Linked DNA regions of Arachis hypogaea: region 2 is linked to region 1. Evidence: chromatin contacts called from public Hi-C data. All regions are on one chromosome and are shown on one strand. Each heading gives the region's core, a stretch centred on a gene start, on an enhancer-like site or on the middle of the called end of the contact. The rest is flanking DNA. Distances are from core to core; before and after follow the strand shown. Region 1 holds the start of LOC112750032 (putative potassium transporter 12). Region 2 holds the start of LOC112750036 (potassium transporter 6).

Region 1 (4,305 bases), core at 379-2,878:
ATATTAAATACAAATTATACATTTTGGATATTGTGCCAAAAAAATTATTAAAACATAAATCGGATACACAGTATTCGGAATATGGTAAATTAAAAGAAAATTCAGGATATAAGTATAATGGATTTAATATTAGTGTATCCGACATACGTGTATAATTGTAATGATTTAATCATTTAAACATAATATTTACGTATTTATAATCTTGTACTTATATGGTTAATTAAACATTTAATTTGAAAAAAATTAATGACTTAAATTTTTTAAATTAAAAAAATTAACAATTTAAAATTTTAAAATTATTCAATACATGTACATAATCTCTTAATACGTTGATATTATATTTTAGATAATATTGTATTTGATTTTTATTTTTTAAGTTCACTCAATTTTATTCAAATAATTTAAAATTTTAAAATTATAAAATTTTAAACTCAAAATTTAAATAAATATAATTTAAATTAATTAATAATTTAATTCAATCCAATAAAAATAAATATACTCATATTATAGTGTTCGTAATATATGATGTTAGTATATTTACACACCCTAAATACTAGTACAAGCAATAACACGAGTATAATCTAATTATTGCTTTATTAAATTCATTATGATGTAACCTATTTTGTTCAACAAATTTATTATGATAGAAAAATATTATTAAATTATAATAGATCTGTTATATTTGTTCTTTTTAATCTATGCCAATAAATTATAGTTCAAATAGCATAGTCTTCTCATATTCAATTAAAAAGTTACGGATTTAAATCTCCTATCTTTGGTAAAAAAAAAAAAAAAACCTATATTTATCAACATATCACCAAATGTAGATATCTGGCGGATACTCAATAATTTTGTTGTGCGTGCTATATAATGGTAAGTAACACAAGAGGAAGAAAATTTATTATAGATATCTAATAAAAGCAGATGATATTTTTTTATTATAGAAGGTATTATTTTAATAAAAAATATTATTCATATACTAAAATCAGTTATTAATGTATTTGTATATATATAATTTAATTTATTTTTGATATATATTTTATATTGATAACAGACTTTATTAATTAATATTAATGTACACATAATATAATCGGTATTTTAATAAATATCAATTAATCGGTAATTTTTTTTCTATTTGATAGTGTTATTTTTATTTGTTTGGTATAAATATTGCCTACGTGATGATGACGGTGTAAAATTAATTAGAAATTAGTAGTCATTTTTATATAAAATTTTTATATAGCTATTCAATTATATATTTTAAAAAATATCATTAAAAGCTTTTGAAATATTTTGCTTATCAAAACAAATTATAATATTTGACGGTAAAAGTTATTTTGATTTTTTGTTTTTTCATATTCCTAAATCACTAAATAATTTTCTATTGATATTATGAATTTACTAATTTAGGAGATACAAAAAATATTTGGATAGTTTATCCTTTGAGGTAATAAAGTAATAATAACGAAGGACTTGTGCTGGAATTATACTAGGTCCTTTCTGACAAGAAAAGTCCAGCAAGAAAACTAGTGCAAAAGAAAAATGAGAGACCCATCTTGTAGGGTCTAAGGTGCCACTCTCATCACATGGCATCTTCCATAAAAACAACATACATATTAGTCTTGTCCATGCTGCATTCAATCATTCATACCATCACAAAAATTAAGCATTGATCCACCTATGGTTTGTACACTTGTCTTCATTTCATTTGTCACACAAATTTGATTAGTAATATTATTTGATCACTAACTCCTTAGTATATTAGACCCAAGTGAGTTTATATTATAAGGTTTCAAAGATTCAGACAATTCACTTTGGGAGTTTGGAGAGAAATGGAAGTTGGTGGGGTTGAAGAGAGCAATGCGAGATTGCTGGAAAGTGGAAGCAATGAAGGGAGTAGTATTGAGTCAAGGTGGGTTGATGGCAGTGAAGTGGATACTATGGAGGTTCCTGCATGGTCAAATGAGGGTAGAGAAGGGTATGGATCAGTGAGGAGGAGGCTTTTGAAGGGTCCCAAGAGATTGAATTCTTTGGATGTTGAAGTCATGGCCATCGCTAAGAGTCAAGATCAACACTCCAAGGTGATTTTGTCATTTTTATGTTTCATGCATGTTTGTTCGTTCTGCATTTTGGGGCTCAAGTTGATCCTTCAAGGATTCAATGAAATCAGTTTTGTTCTTCAATGGTCAATTTCTCGTTAATTGCAGTTACTTGGTACAACACTTCTCTAATGAGCTTGGTATTCATAAGAACTTGAAGCCACCATTTCAATATCATTGATTTTGTTGCTTGTATCCGCCGTCCAACAATTTGAACATTTAATAATTCAAGTGATGCATAATTTCAAATAAACCTCTCAAGTATACAGTTGAAGACATAAATGTATTTTAATGTAAATCAGGATGCTTCACTTTGGCCCACTCTTGCATTAGCATTTCAGACTCTTGGCGTGGTATATGGGGACATGGGAACAAGTCCTCTCTATGTTTTTGCAGATGTCTTTAGCAAGGTTCCGATCGAGTCGGACGTTGATGTCTTGGGGGCCTTATCACTAGTAATGTACACAATAGCTCTTATTCCATTGGCAAAGTATGTTTTTGTTGTTCTCAAAGCAAATGACAATGGAGAAGGTAACAGATTTACTTCCCTCTAACCATTGTTGTAGCTAAATTCCACATTTATTATCATTGAATGGTTCAACTGTAGGAGGAACGTTTGCGCTATACTCCTTGATCTGCAGATATGCAAATGTGAATATGCTTCCGAATCGTCAACCAGCCGATGAACATATCTCTAGTTTTAGGCTCAAACTCCCCACTCCAGAAATGAAAAGGGCTTTAAACATAAAGGAGACTTTGGAGAAGAGCTCATCTTTGAAAACCTTTTTGTTATTGTTGGTTCTGCTGGGAACTTCCATGATTATTGGAGATGGTATTCTAACCCCAGCAATATCAGGTACATAATAAACAACTTTTTGACAAGCACAGAGAAGAGTTATGGTGACATATTCTACTCTTTCAAAGATGAATGCTCAATGTTCATATGTTCATCAGCACATATATAACATTCCTGTATGTTGAATTTCTACTTTTAATTTTTTTTTTTTTTTTTTTTTGAGCTGTATCATCTGATTGCTACTTTTTGTATTAAATTTGATGTATGCATTTGATCAAAAGTAATTCGCCATATTTCCTTGGAGTTTTAATTTAATGTTTATCTTATTCCAAAGTTGAAGTAAGATGTTGTGAAGAAAATATGGTTTGTTTTGCAGCTTAATTTTAACCATGATACTTCTTTATTTGTTGCAGTGATGTCTGCCATAAGTGGGCTGCAAGGTGAAATACATGGATTTGGTACAAGTGGGTACATTTTCCTTTTCTTTCTAATAATTTGATTTTTTTTTTTTTTGAAAGAAAGATAGAAGTGAACATACATATAGTTAAAGTTAAGAGGAAAAAGGGTCAACAAAAATTAGGGGTTGGAAGTTTGTGAAGAAATTCCAATTTGTATTTTATTTAGCTTTAATTACTCTGTTAATCTTTATAATCTCACTCTAATTTTAATTGGATTCTTATAGTTGAAAAATTTGTAATTAGATTTCCATATTAGATGAAAATTTATAATTAAATCCTTACTAGTTTTATTTTTGAGCAATGCTAGGGGACCAGCAACATTTGTGATTGGTAGTTATCAACTAGCCATCAATGATGATTTGATGGTGTGAGATTGGTGTAAAATTTCATCCAATGGCTCACCTTTCTCTGCTGGTTACATGCTGGCCAAAATGCAATAAAATTGCTTGCCCCCTAGACTTTTCTTTTATTTTTTCCAAAAGAAAAAAAAATCGTAATAATCCGAGATTATTTACTTTTAGGATATTCCATAATTTATTTTACGTCAAATACAAAAATGAAAAAATGAACATTCCAATAATATTTTGTATTTTTTAAATAAAAAAAATTTTGAGGGACCTAATTGAATTTTTTTTCCTAATATAGAAATTCTATTACAAACTTTTAAACTATAAAAACTTAATTGAAAAATTGGTAAAATTTTAAGAATGGACAAAATAATTAATCATTTTATTTATTATAACGAAAATGTTTGGTAACCAAAGAAAATTAGCCAAAAACAGGCATAACTTGTTTTATTTAACATTCATTAATTGTTGCAACAATTAATGAATGCTAAATAAGGCACAAAGCATCAATAGTTACATGTTACTTTGGATGGAAATTCTTGTGGTTGGTGCATCCTACCATGAGCAGGGTGCACTTTGGCTAAAAGTAGAACAAGCATGGTCTT
Region 2 (4,221 bases), core at 119-2,618, 200 kb after region 1:
GTGTGGTTTTTCATATTTTAGAAAATTGATTGACTGATAACAACTTCATCGGGTGAGTCTGTCTATTATTCAAATTTTTCAGCACCTTCTGCCATAAGTACCGTATTAAGGTCGAATTCAAATGACATACTATTTGCAATGATAAAGACGAGTTCTTGTAAAATTTCTTGACTTATACACTATTGCGCTTGCAATGATATTATTCTTGTGATTTTTGAATGAACATGATTGAATTAACGGAAGACATATATTAGGGTAGTTTTCATGTTTCATATCGAGTAAGTCATGATAAATGTCTTAATGGGCAAGAATCAATTACAATTATTGAATGTAATTGATACTATCATTACGGTTCTTTATTATTATTATTATTATTATTATTATTATTATTATTATTATTATTATTATTAATTGTTATTGTATTTTTAAATATAAAAATTAAATTATAAAAAAGATATTAAGTATTGATGACAAGAATGTCTAATAGTAAGGGATATGATATTATAATTAATATCATTAATAAATGGAGTTGATAAAAATATGATAAGTGAAATGATAAAAGAGTAGGATAAAAAATAAAACTGTTATTAGGTGATATAAATGAAGTAAATTATGAAAAATTTTATCTAATTATAGCTGAAAATTTTTTGTTACCAAACTTTTTTCTTCAACAAATGTGATTAAAAACAAAATAATAAACTTATAATTAATATAACATAATATTAGAATTAATTTAAAACATATATATATATATATATATATATATATATATCTTTTTTAGTTCTTCTAAAGCACACATGGGCCATGTGAAATTGGATTCGTCTTGATCTGAATCTGAATCTGATCCTAAATAATGATGGATCTATTTTTGAAACCTATATCCGATCCTAAACTCAATGAAATCATACCAAATTAACTCCAAATTATTCGAGTCTGGACCGAATCTTCGGATCGGATCGGATCATGTGCACCCCATGTTTAATGGATTTGGATTTTTTAAATTTTGAATTTTACTTTAGAAGTGTGATTTCTCACCATTTATTTCATAGATGGATCAAGAGAAAATATGAAAAAGAAATTATTCAAATGTGAGAGATCACACTTTATTCTCTAAAATAAAAATAAAAAATTTAAAAGATCCAAATTTATGTTTAATTGTGTGTAAACTGTAAAGAGAGAAAAGCGAAGAAGATATGAAAAGTATTTTAAATAATAAAAATAAAAATTGAGTAAAAAAATAAAAATAAATTTACCTGAACATACCTGACATATTTCCATGTAATTTATCGTCAAATAGTTACAATTGCAGAGACTGAATTGAACGAATACACAAATGGTTAAAAATCGATTTATGATGTTAAAATTATTAAGGAACCCAATGTCCATAATTTTAGTAATCGAAAATGGCTTTTACAATAAAAACTAACGCCAGAGCCTCCAAACTCCAAACTTCAAACTCCAAACTCGAAAGGCAAAAACCTCTCACCAACCACGCCCATCAAACTTTGCTCAGTGTGTTTAGTTAAATTAGTTCTTTCCTGTTCCTAACTTTCTAGTTTCTATAGCGTGTGATAATTAATCACCGTAGACAAATTTCGTTAATCACTTTCACTTTGTCCAAAAACGCACGCAAATAGTATAATAACTCGTATAATATATTTATATATTTTAAAAGCCTTCTAATTTGTTAATGTATTTATCAGTGCTTTGCATATAAGGTGTGGCTTTTTCTTTCTTGTTTGCTTCCTTCATTCAATGGTTGTTTGTTCTACTGAATACTGATAGCACCCCAACTAAGATACCACCCATTCTTTTCTCTTTTTTCAAGTCTCTATTGGTGTCAATAAAATAATTTAAATTGACATTTCGTGTGAATCTTCCTGTTACTATTTGCACACTGGAGAAGGTGTTTTCTAAAAGGTTGAATTTTTATTTTTTATATTTTGCTCCTCCTTTTTTAAAAATGGATTCCTTGAATTTGTTTAGAACCCCATCATGGATCTGGAGAGTTGCTTCATAGAGAGAGAATAAAATAATAAAAAATGGACAGCTTTTTTTCCGCACACAAAAATACACATATAGTATATATTAGTAATTAGTAATTAATATTCTCATTAATTTCTTTGTACATGAGAGCGTTTTTTTTTTCTCTTTTTAGTTTTGTTTTCTTCTAAAAGTTTTTCCCTTTTTTACTTGAAATCGTGGAGTTTGTTTTAGCCATTGGACTCATTCATCATCATCAAAGAGGGAAAAAAAAAGAGAGAAAGAAATATGGTTCTTTGAGCTAAAGTGTGAGAATGGATCTTGAAGGTGGAACTCGTCGAAACTCAAAGGTGAGAGAAAGATTACAATTACATGGGCATGCTGAAAAACCAGCAAAGTTTCAATTTTTAACTTCATTTCATTCTGGGGTGTTTGTGAAAGATTCTGGTATTCTCGATTTGAACAACGTTGTTTTTAGTGGTTTATCTAAAAAATGTGAGGTTTCTTTAGTTTTTTAATTTTTTTTTTCGTTTTCCTTTTGTTCTGTGATTTTTTTTTTTTGTTTTCAGATAGAGTCATGGAAGACGGTTCTGACTTTAGCATATCAGAGCCTCGGTGTTGTTTATGGTGATTTGAGCACTTCACCCTTATACGTATTTCGAAGCACTTTCTCTGATGAAGTTGGTGATGCTGTGCCCGTGGATAAGATCTATGGTGTGTTATCTCTGGTGTTCTGGACCTTCACTTTGGTTCCTCTGGTGAAATATGTGTTCATAGTGCTTAAGGCTGATGATAATGGAGAAGGTGGAACGTTTGCGCTTTACTCATTGCTGTGCCGCCATGCCAGGGTGAATTCACTGCCAAATGTGCAGGTTGCAGATGAGGAACTCACAGAGTATAAGAAAGATGGTTATGGTGTGGCACCAGAGAGGAGCTTTGCATCAAGGCTCAAGTCAACTTTGGAGAAGCATAAGGTGCTTCAGAGGATTCTTCTTGTTCTTGCTTTGATTGGAACTTGCATGGTGATTGGTGATGGGGTCCTCACACCTGCTCTTTCTGGTGATTATTATTATTCTTCTTATGGCATCACAATTTCCCTTTTTCGTGTGTCTTTATTTATTCATTTTTGAAATGGAAAGTGTTGACCTTGTGTTTAAATTTAATTGATTGAGGGTTTTTGAATTTTTTCTGCAGTTTTCTCAGCTGTGTCAGGATTTGAGCTTTCAATGTCCCGAGAGCATCATAGATGTAAGTTCAAAGATTTTCTTGCGCCTGGTCGTGCTTTTTGTTTTGTTGGTTTATAATTTAAAGAGACGGGTCATGGTTGAATACTCTCTGCATAGTTTTCTTGACCAAAGATCAAAAAGGAGCAAAATAGCAACAGTATTGACTTGCACTTGTTTGACTTTAATTTTTCCTTCTTTTTTTTTTCCCTTCTTTTTCTCCCCTCCCAAATCATAGCTAAACTCATTTCTTCTTCGGTCAATTTTGTTTGATTAACTGGTAATTTATCCCCTTGCTCGTGTCATCTTGCCGACTTGTCTTAATTCTATTGATGGAGTACTCATTGATGGCTCGAAGTCACCAGAAGAACCTTTTGTTTGGGAGCCGAAAGGAGAAAAAAAGGCTTAAGAGGGAGCTCTCTTGTGAAGTTGGTATGAATAGGAATAGCAGTTTACTATTTAGGAATTGGGATAGAACTTGCTTGTCCTTCACTTTCACTATACTATTTGCCTATTTGGTATCAATAGGGGGAAGGGATGGGGATATATTAAGCCTAGCACTGTCGGAAGGGAGGAGAGCGAGGGATTTCTCTTTAGGCAGGAATCTTTGGCAAAAGTGTAATCGTAGAAAGAGCTTTCGGGTTATGTGTGTTGTGTCGATTATTGACTATTGAGGGTGATCAGGACCAGGGATTGGAGGGAAGTGAAACCACACCCCTGGCTGAATTGGTTGCTTGGATACCTGGATCAGTAGTCTAGAAAGCCTGGCCATTACACTTGGCCAAGTATGTCTCTGAACTCTAGGTAAGCAAGGTCAGTTGGTCAGCATGCCTGGATACAAAAACTTCATTAGGGACTAATCACGATATTGCATTTGTTATGCACTTGTCTGTGACACATATTTGTATCCTGGAAAGTCAACCCTGTATTGTGATCCTTTGTAGAAATGCCTTGGGCAATATATTTAACATAGGAATATAAGACTCGAGTCTGATATGATAAGTTTGCAAGTTTC

The links. A called contact is a pair of places that touch in the nucleus more often than the background predicts.
Region 2: a contact with region 1 is called in a Hi-C map of an unstated tissue, with 2.6 times the contacts expected there. The contact joins the promoter of LOC112750036 here to the promoter of LOC112750032 in region 1. A contact is called at or near these places in 3 of 8 Hi-C or Micro-C datasets (leaf and an unstated tissue).

Annotation. Positions count from the first base shown.
Region 1 is chr15:26,248,085-26,252,389 of arahy.Tifrunner.gnm2.J5K5, forward strand. It overlaps LOC112750032 (putative potassium transporter 12), which reads left to right and starts at 1,629. Exons shown (of 9, transcript XM_025798529.3): 1 at 1,629-2,081; 2 at 2,402-2,630; 3 at 2,707-2,955; 4 at 3,309-3,359. The coding sequence starts at 1,833.
Region 2 is chr15:26,453,205-26,457,425 of arahy.Tifrunner.gnm2.J5K5, forward strand. LOC112750036 (potassium transporter 6) reads left to right here and starts at 1,369. Exons shown (of 8, transcript XM_025798538.3): 1 at 1,369-2,333; 2 at 2,553-3,042; 3 at 3,178-3,231. The coding sequence starts at 2,298.